2 separate regions of the Macaca mulatta genome follow, and region 1 is linked to region 2. Evidence: chromatin contacts called from public Hi-C data. All regions are on one chromosome and are shown on one strand. Each heading gives the region's core, a stretch centred on a gene start, on an enhancer-like site or on the middle of the called end of the contact. The rest is flanking DNA. Distances are from core to core; before and after follow the strand shown. Region 1 holds the start of ACBD3 (acyl-CoA binding domain containing 3). Region 2 has its middle 68 kb from the start of H3-3A.

Region 1 (5,020 bases), core at 1,774-4,273, 72 kb before region 2:
GATATTCAAGACCTCTGTCTTCATTTCTAACTTCCTTTCATCATCCTCCTCTGGTTAGGAGCTGCTGAAATGGCTATAGGCTTTGTGGGGGATTTGGCTAAGGAGACAATGAATAGGGATACATTTAATTTGGAGTTAGTGGCATGCATTTAAGTGGTTTGCAGTCACTTCTGCATGCTGTTAAATTTTTGTTCACCGTGGGTGTAGGAATGGCTTTTCGGAATATACCTACTGCCCATTATGTCAATTTAGCCAGCACCATGTCACAAAAGTGCAAGGCCAGAGGGGGAAGGAGTCCTATGTTGCCTGACACAGGAAGTACTTGGGTAGTGGAGGAGAAACAAGGTTTGAAAGAAAAGAAAGAGCTAGTAAAATTCTTCCATTGCTTTTCCTCCTCTGGGGACGTTGCCTATAGGCACACAGAATGGTCCAGCGTTTGACATACTGTTGTAGGCTTTCCTACAATACAGCTTCTAACAAAACTAGGCTGTCCTGAACCCCTGGTAATAGAATTGCTTACCTTTATACCAAGAAGGCTGGGAAAGCACCAAAATCTACTGTGGTGTGTACCCAAGCAGACTTCAAGGGGTTCGTGCTATAAGACCCAAAGTTCTTATGAAATTGTCCAAAATAAGAAAAACCGTCAGCAGGGCCTATGGTGGTTCCATATGTGTTATATGTGTTCGTGACTGGATCAAGCACGTTTTCCTTATCGAGGAAAAGAAAATCATTGTGAGAGTGTTGAAGGCTCAAGCACAGGGTCAGAAAGCTAAACAAAAAATGAAGGTTTTTTGAGTAATTAAAATTAGAAGACTTAAAAAAAAATGCTTCCAACCATCAGAAGTGAAAAATTATAAGGAGAGGGATCAATTTTCTCAAAGCCTAATCAAAATGAAGGTTCTCACTCACTGAGAATCTAAGTCATATCTGCAATTATAACTGCACCATACTTCTGTTTTTATGTGAATCATGCAAAAGGGAATAGATTAGAATCCCTATGTTTATGGGACATAAACTTATAGTTGTACTACAGTGAGTCTGTCTGTATGTGAAGTTATATGTCTTATTCACCATAATGGATCAGATCCTGTCTAAATGTAGCCTACAAATCTTGTCCTGAAAAAACTCTCTAGGGCTTCAGTAAAAACCACACACAAAATTGTCACTGAAGCAGCCAAACAGCCATAAAATCTCATAGCACATCTATGAAACTTGAGAGAGGTTTCCCAAACTGAACAATAGCCCTAAAAAAGTACATAACAATATCAGTAATGAGTTGTGATGCTGAAATAAACTTATAAACAATTATTAAGAAACAAATTTAATCAGCCATACTGGAGAAAAGACTGATCTTTCTCTTTTCTTTACAGAAAATTACAAAATAGGCCGGGCACGGTGGCTCTCACCTGTAATCCCAGCACTTTGGGAGGCTGAGGTGGGCAGATCACATGAGGTCAGCAGTTCGAAACCAGCCTGGCCAACATGGGGAAACCCTGACTTTACTAAATTTACAAAAATTAGCCGGGCGTGGTGGCGGGCACCTGTAATCCCAGCTACTCAGGAGGCTGAGGCAGGAGAGTTGCTTGAACCCAGGAGCAGAGGTTGCAGTGAACCGAGATTGTGCCACTGCACTCCAGCCTGAGTGGCACAGCAAGACTATTTCCAAAAAAAAAAAAAAAAAAAAAAAGTTACAAAATAATTGTTGTAGGAAAAGGCAATCAAAAGTACGCAGCCAAAACAAAGGTGGGAAAAATGATCATAAATGGTGCTCCCAAAGTCTGGAAACACAGGTGAATATACATAATGTCGGGGGAGACTTCAATCTTTTAGAAAAAAATTGGTTTCCCGGCTCTCAGAAGCCCTGTAGAAGAATATCAGGCAGTCAATGAAAATATTACAGTTATGTGTGCAGTTTGTGGGTTTTGTTAACTTTTAAAATGTCATTTGTTATTTCTTTCTCTTTCTAAATATACATTCACTTTCCTACCCTTCTGCACATTTCAGGCTCCCCAGCTCCCACTGGTCCCGAACTCCCCTCCCCCCGCATCCTTTCGGATCCCAGTTGCTCCAGGTGGGCGGGTGCTACCACCCCCACCGCTGGGTCATTTCAGTACCTCCTAATTTCACCTTAATGGATCAGATCCTGTCTGAATGTGGCATACAAATCTTGTCCTGAAAAAACTCTCTAGGGCTTCAGAGAATAACTGAAGGGGTGAATAAGCCATTTCAGTACCTCCTAACCAGAGGAGGATGATGAAGGGAAGTTAGAAACGAAGAGAGAGGTCTTGAATATCCTACTCTCAAAACTTACAGAAGCGTATACTGCTAAGGCCACTCTAAGGGCCTTGGGAGGGGCCACTGTAAGCAAGGGGCCCTGAAGCTTGAGCTTCATTAACTCTATGGTAACTTTTTGTACTCTTTCCTAATGAGGGTCCCCACAAATTGTATGAGCTGCGCTTCCTGCAAAACCAGGATCAGCCCCGTCTGCAACCTCAAAGTCACTGAATTTCTCTGCAGTCTCAGTTTCCCCTTTTTAAAAAATTGGGAATTTGCCCTGCATTTCCTTAGAGTTGCTGTGAAGGCCAAACGAGATTGTGGTGGGCAAAAGAGCTCTGCAAACCACGCAAACCCCTGCAAATGTGAAGGGTCTCTGACCTGGAGGGTTGGGTGCTGGCCAACCTCGTCAATCCTCCCTGCTCCGACCCCCGCGCTGGGATCCACTGACCCCGCCCCTGTTGGGCACTGACAGCCGCAGCACCGAACCGAGGGGTGGGGGTGGTAGCACCCGCCCACCTGGAGCAACTGGGATCCGAAAGGATGGGGGGGGTGGAGTGGAGGTCGGGACCAATGGGAGTTGGAGAGCCTGAAAGATAGTCGCGGAGCCGGGGCAACTGATGGTTCCGGAGGGGGCGGGGCACCAAGCCTCAGCCCCTCTCCCGGAGCCCTCCAGCCTCTTCAGCAGCGGAAGTTCCGGTATCGGTAAGCGGAGGTCAGAGGTCATCAGGAAGTCGATACGTGGCCGCCGCCTGTCCCCGCCGAGGAGGCGCAGCAGCCAGAGATGGCGGCGGTGCTGAACGCAGAGCGACTCGAGGTATCCGTCGACGGCCTCACGCTCAGCCCGGACCCGGAGGAGCGGCCCGGCGCGGAAGGCGCCCCGCTACTGCCGCCACCGCTGCCACCGCCCTCGCCACCCGGATCTGGTCGCGGCCCGGGCGCCTCAGGGGAGCAGCCCGAGCCCGGGGAGGCGGCGGCTGGGGGCGCGGCGGAGGAGGCGCGGCGGCTGGAGCAGCGCTGGGGCTTCGGCCTGGAGGAGTTGTACGGCCTGGCACTGCGCTTCTTCAAAGGTGAGCCGGCCCAGCCCCACCCCTGCCGCTTCTGCCCGGTCCCGGGAGCCCGGCACGGGCTGTGGTCTCCAGGGTGACTGGACCAGACTTACCCTCACCCACTCATACTGGGCCGTGGTGACTCAAGCGGGGTTCCCTCCTTGGGGGTACACCAAGTTTGTCACTACCTGCTTGGCCACTAGGTCACACCCCTGACGAGCCTGCAACCTTGGTTTAGCAGTCATGTCCCGCCTCCCAGAGGTTACTGGGGCATTTTACCTGATTTAGCTTCTGGGATTTCCAGGAGCCAGGGTGGAAGAATGGGCCCACTTTCTTCCAAAGGATCCCATTCTGGGATTGCCTTGTATTATTTTTTTTTTACTGACTCTTTTCTTTTCCTGTTTCCCGTGGCTTGTCACATCAGGACCCGCCGATTTTTACCCTTAGTGGAAGAAATCTGTCAAGAGGTTCCGTATATAGCCTTTGCAGCCATTCTTGGGAACCATAAACTCGAATAGGACTTGATCCCCAGGCAGATTGATGTGGCAGAGAGGAAGTAAAATGTTAAGCTCATCATCCCCTCCGGCTTGTCAAACTCTTGAGGAGGGATGTCCACTATGTTCTAGTAACTTCTAGGTGGTTAAAATTTACATTGTAAGCAATGTGCAAGAGTGAATTCTCAGAGTAAGGCCTAACAGTACCTTCTGTGCTTTTCGCATGATTAATTGTTAAATGTCTCTTGTCTTAGAACAAGATTGTAGTGTGCGGGTTTTTTTTTTTTTTTTTTTTTAATTGGGTGATTCACTTAGTCAAATAGTGGAGAGACCAATCACATGATTTTTGTCAGTGGGAAAACCTGATGAAAAGCCTGTTAGTTTGATTCTTTTTTTTTTTTTTTTTTTTTTTTTTTTTTTTTTTTTTTTGAGACGGAGTCTGGCTCTGTCGCCCAGGCTGGAGTGCAGTGGCTGGATCTCAGCTCACTGCAAGCTCCGCCTCCCGGGTTTGCGCCATTCTCCTGCCTCAGCCTCCCGAGTAGCTGGTACTACAGGCGCCCGCCACCTCGCCCGGCTAGTTTTTTGTATTTTTTTAGTAGAGACGGGGTTTCTCCGTGTTAGCCAGGATGGTCTCGATCTCCTGACCTCGTGATCCGCCCGTCTCGGCCTCCCAAAGTGCCGGGATTACAGGCTTGAGCCATCGCGCCCGGCCAGTTAGTTTGATTCTTAAAGATACTTAGTCTTTTAGGGCGAACGGACAGGGAGGGACATCAGCAAATGAAACTTTAAAAGTGGTTGCTAGGTTCCACGTACGTTCCAGAACGTATTTATGACACTTTCCCCTGAGGTGGTACCTTTTGGAGTACATACTTTACTAGCCGAAATTGAGTAGTTCAATGTAATGATACACACGGAAGTTGTTTTCTCTCAAAATAACTTTAATCGTGCAAACTAGTGAAAGTTTTATAAATTCTCCAGAACATTTGATCATTTCACATTCAGTGACATATTCGTGGTCATTGCACAATGAGTAGCCCTCTGTGTACTAACTAGCTTGGGGAATTGGTAATGGCTAGTGGGTTTTGGATCATTTGACTTTTAGATCACTGGCTTGAATTTAGAGTTTGCTGTAGTGATGATATATTACCACTTTATAAAAATCAGATGGTTTCTGTACAACTCATATAGCTACATTCCACTTGA
Region 2 (4,766 bases), core at 2,157-4,656:
ATACATACAGCATGATGCCGTTTATTAGAAAAAACAAACCCAAGCCTGATCCATTGTTCACATATCCGTTTGAAATGTAGAGGGAGGGCTGGACACACACCAGGCTAATCACGGGGACCTCTAGGGAGGGATGGAGGTAGGGGAAAGGTGAAAGAGGCCTTTCCTTTTACACATCTTTACTGTGGTTTTTTTGTTGTTGTTGCTTTTTTTTTTTTTTTTTTTTTTTGAGATGGAGTCTTGTTCTGTCACCCAGGCTGGAGTGCAGTGGCGCGATCTCGGCTCACTGCAAGCTCCGCTTCCTGGGTTCATGCCATTCTTCTGCCTCAGCCTCCCGAGTAGCTGGGACTACAGGTGCCTACCACTTCGCCTGGCTAGTTTTTTGTATTTTTAGTAGAGACGGGGTTTCACGTGTTAGCCAGGATGGTCTTGATCTTCTGACCTCATGATCTGCCTGCCTCAGCCTCCCAAAGTGCTGGGATTACAGGCGTGAGCTACCGTGCCCCACCTATCTTTTTATATTTCTAAGGCAAAAGGTAAATTAAACAAACAATGCCTGTGTTAAAGGTAGAGGGTGTCCAGGTTCTTGGGATCTTGAACAGAGAATTGGAAGAGACACACAAACAAAGCAAGGAAGGAATGAAGATTTTATTGAAAATGAAAGTACACTCCAGTGTGGGAGTGGGCCCAAGCTTAGGGTTCAAAAGGCCGTGTTACAGAATTTGGGGGAGTTTAAATACCCCCTAGAGGATTCCATTGGTTACTTCGGGTCTGCCCTATATAAACAGAGGGGATGAAGTAAAGTTACAAAGTCATTTACCTGGTACGCCCTATGAAGAGGATATTTCTTATTATAGCTGAAATGTGAATCGGCCTTATGTTCCCTGCCCCCAGATCCTATTTTCCTGCCTCACCTGGTGCCAGGAGTTGAGTCGCTGCTGCTCTTCTAGGTGCTCCATGATGAGCAGTGCTGGCCACACCCACACCAGCCACCTTCCTGAGCCACCAGGCTCTCTAGTGGCGGCTACTCTACCTTGAAGGCCTTGTCACCTCTCTGCAGCCTCTTCCCCTCACACCTGGCTGCTGCAGCCCGTCCCCACGTTGCTCCCAGCCAGGTGTCCTTCAACAAGCGCCAGCTGCTGCTCCTCTGTTGAAGAGCCTCCATGGTGCTCAGTGGTGAGCATTCGGAGGGCTGATCAGCATCCGCACACCCCTCCTATTGAGGGGCAATCCCATTCTGTGAGCTGTCATGGGAGCCAGGGCCCCTCCTCCCACCTCAAAGGCTAAAAGGGGCAGCATTCCTTCTCCCTTCCTGGGCATCTGGCTGACCCTGCCAAAGATGCAGGGACAGGAGCCTTCCCTCCCTGCTACGGTGCCCAGCACCCCTGCCCATCATTACAGCCGAGGCCTGCGGAGTTGTGGCAGGGCCTGCATTCAGCGATGCTGCAGCCCAATAGTGGTGGTGACCACAGTCACCTCCCAAGACTGTCCCTGGCTGTGGCTGTGGCCATCCAGACTCCTGGTCAGCTCCCTGAGCTCCCCACAATACTCCCAAGGACTCCTTTTCTACTTAGTCACCAGGGTTGGTTTCAATTGCTGGCCACCTCCCTTTGGGCCCTGGCCAGGCCTGTGGAGCTAGTCCTTTCCAAGTGTCACAGGTGAGTGACTGTGTGTGAGCGACAGCAGGTCAGTGTGATAGATAACCTGCGGTCCATGTAGGGAGATGGTGCTGTACCAAGAAGCTGCCAGGACTGAGATGTTAACAGGGGATGTGACTTGCTAAATGACTGTGCTGGGACGATGGTTTCAAGAAAACTGGAAACCTAGGAAGCTTGGTGAGCACCCACTTGGATCTTCCCTGGCCTGGCAGGGCCTCCCCCTGGAGGGATAGCCCTGCAGCTTCGCCACCAGTGGGCAGGCTCTGGAAGGGCCTGGAGAGGAGAGGGGTCCCCTAAACACACCCCGCCCTAGGGCCTTAGCAGACAAGTGCTGGTGACCTATTATTTGTATTTATTGTAGTAAACAGTCACTTTTAGGCCAGAGGCTCACGCCTGTAATCCCAGCACTTTGGGAGGCCAAGACGGGTGGATCACTCGAGCTCAGGAGACCAGCCTGGCCAACATGGCAAAACCCCGTCTCTACTAAAACTACAAAAAAATTAGCCGACAGTCGTGGCAGATGCCTTGTAATCTTAGCTACTGGGGAGGCTGAGGCAGGAGAATCTCTTGAACCCAGGAGGCAGAGGTTGCAGTGAGCCGAGATCGCGCCACTGCACTCCAGCCTGGACAACACAGCGAGACTCCATCTCATAAAAAAATAAAACAGTCAATTTTAAGAGCAGTGCTCATTTCACCCCGCCTCTACCACACCCTTGGCAGGGCGGCTTCACAGGTGCCCTTCCTGTTGTCTGGGACCCTTTGCCAGCCTCCTCACCACCTGGCCACCCTTCTTTCCAACCAACAACGTGGCGCCTCGGTTCCTCCAGGTTCCTCCCTGCCCTGTAAAACCCCTGGCCTCCTGCCAGGCTCAAGAAATGCCCTCGGATCTTTTCCGTGCTTTCGCCCTGCAGGAGACACTGCCTAGGTCCCGCCTCCGTCATGCGACGGAGACTCATGGAGTGCCCACGCAGGCTGGGCCCGAGCAAGGCTACCTCACCGCCGCCCGCCCACCCACCCACCCCCGGAGGCTGAGGCAGCGCCGAGCTCAGGCTTCCCTGTCTCCCTCCTGCCTCCGCGCCGGCCAAGCGTACAGTGCTTCGGCCCCTGGGCTGCGCCCGCGCTCCGTCCTCCCTCTCGGGGTTGGTGCGGGTCTCCCAGGCCGGGCCGGGGCGCTGGACCGACGCCCACAAAGCGGCCACCGCCGCAGCGAATTGCCCGCTCTCCCTTCGGCTTTCACCGCCCAGAAAGCGGCGCCTCCGACCCGGCTCTTAAACAAGGGCGACTTTTATTATAAAACCCGGGGGTGCTGCGGAGGAGCCCGCCCCTCACTGCGGTCTCAGTCCTCCTCCGGGAGGGCGCGCGAAGCCGGCGACCCCGAGAGGCCGGGGGTGGGAGGCGCGGGGGCAACTCAGCCGCGTGGAGCCGCCCGGGGCGCACCCTGGCCCCAGCAGCCCCGAGTGCTGTCCTGGTTGCGCTGTGGCAGCCGCGGCCACGCCAGCGCCAGGGCCCCTCCCGCCCAAGACTGGTGAGGCGGCGGGAAACGGCGGGACTGGGCACTGCCCCGCCGCGGGACGGCTAGGCCGGGGCTCTTCCGTGCGGCTCTCGGCGGGACTGCGGCCGCGGAACAAAGGGGCGCAGAGGTGGGCGGGGGGTGCATCGCAGGCGGGGCGGAGCCTCGGTGTCCGGAGCTGGGGTCTCCTCACCCCCGAGCCGGGCGGGGTCTGGCGGCCGCGCCCCTCCGCGGGCTCCCCAGGCGCCCAGCCGCGCGGCAACGACAACAGCCACCATTTCCGCTCCCCGCCCGCCCCTGCTCAGCGCTGGGGGCGCGAGGGCGCTGCTCGCCCGATTCAGAGACCAGGTGTAACTACTGGTGCCACAGAAGTTCGGTGTTTCCAAGATGTGCTTCCTTTTTGTAGCGAAGGAAGCGCGGCCACCAGGCCAGGTCACCCCAAAGTGCAGGGTCCCCGGGCCGCTGTCACCCCCGCCCGGCTGCAGGCCCCGACGCTCCGCGCTCCCCCCTGCTGCGCGCGGCGGCCACCAGAGGGCGCCCGGCCGCCGTCACCCCGGTCCTCCCCCGCCCGGGCTGCCGTCACGCTGATCCTCCTGCGTCCCGGCCGCCGCCACCCCGCCGAGCGCGGGACCCAGGTCGGACGGGGGAGGTCAGTGGCGGGCCCGCCACCCCCCGGCCCCTGCGCGGGGGGTCTGGCACTGCTGGCGGCCGGAGGGACGATTGCGGGGTCCCTTTCCCAGACCGGAACCAACAGAGGCCGCGGGCCAGAGAACCGAGTTGGGTCGCCGTGTGACCTAGGGGCAGCTGCTAGCCTGCGTTGTGCCTCGGTTTCTTGCCTGTGAAGGGAGAGCAAGCACTGCCCGTCTGTGCATTGGCCACGATTCCCAAGCTCCCCCAGGCTGGCCGTGGGGGAGAAGGCGGCCCCGCCGCCCCTGAGGCCCTGCGTGGGAACTGTCTTAGCAAGGGCAGTGACAACGTCCTACTACCTGCCTTATGGCTGTATTTTAAAAGAAGGTGGGAGCCAGGACCCCTCATTTCCAGGTGCACCACCCTCCAAAGCTGTGATCTTGCCACTGCTCAATACGAGCTTGGAAAATGATGAACAGCCCTGACTTTAAGCATACTCGGTAAAAGGAGATCTGTCCCAACAAGCAGAAGCTGATAGTTTGCTTGAAAAGGGATTCCTCCACTTACAAAATAATTTGCAATGGGATTTTTCTCATTGAGTAAATTGTAGGCAAATCACCTGTGTAAATGAATATTTGTAACAGGCCAGCGAACTTGGAAATGAGTCTTACTGTAAAATAAATACTTCTGTGGTAAAAATGGCTCCAGGGCCAAGGATGGGCCTGTGGTTCAGCTGGAGTATGCTGCCGGCTCACCTGATGGGCACCTAGGACATTCTCTAACGGGCCTCTGAGCCTGGTTCCCTCCCATTCCCTCTGCAGCCACTCCAGTAGGGAGTCCAGGAAGATTCTACCCCTCCTTGGCCAGAGGATGCTGAAGCTGCGCCCCTTCCTACCTGTTTCCTCTCTTGTGCCCCATCTCCTAGGGGAGATCCTTTGCTCCACTAGGCTCGGCTGGAAGAGACCTGTAGGCCA

What was found. Hi-C and Micro-C count contacts between places; a contact is called where the count stands out from the background.
Region 1: a Hi-C map of CD4 T cells shows a contact between it and region 2, with 6 times the contacts expected there. The contact joins the promoter of ACBD3 here to the enhancer-like site in region 2. A contact is called at or near these places in 4 of 14 Hi-C or Micro-C datasets (CD4 T cells, blood, fetal cortex germinal zone and 1 more).

The regions. Positions count from the first base shown.
Region 1 is chr1:83,927,719-83,932,738 of T2T-MMU8v2.0, reverse strand. It overlaps ACBD3 (acyl-CoA binding domain containing 3), which reads left to right and starts at 3,023. Exons shown (of 8, transcript XM_001091471.5): 1 at 3,023-3,344. The coding sequence starts at 3,059. It also overlaps the pseudogene LOC114677327.
Region 2 is chr1:83,856,166-83,860,931 of T2T-MMU8v2.0, reverse strand. No RefSeq gene overlaps it. Among named protein-coding and RNA genes, the nearest start is that of H3-3A, 68 kb to the right of the region's middle. Within about 2 kb of position 3,406, at least 24 of the 40 cell types and tissues checked have an H3K27ac peak or open chromatin away from gene starts, as enhancers often do. A contact at or near this core is called in CD4 T cells, blood and liver, where this site is marked.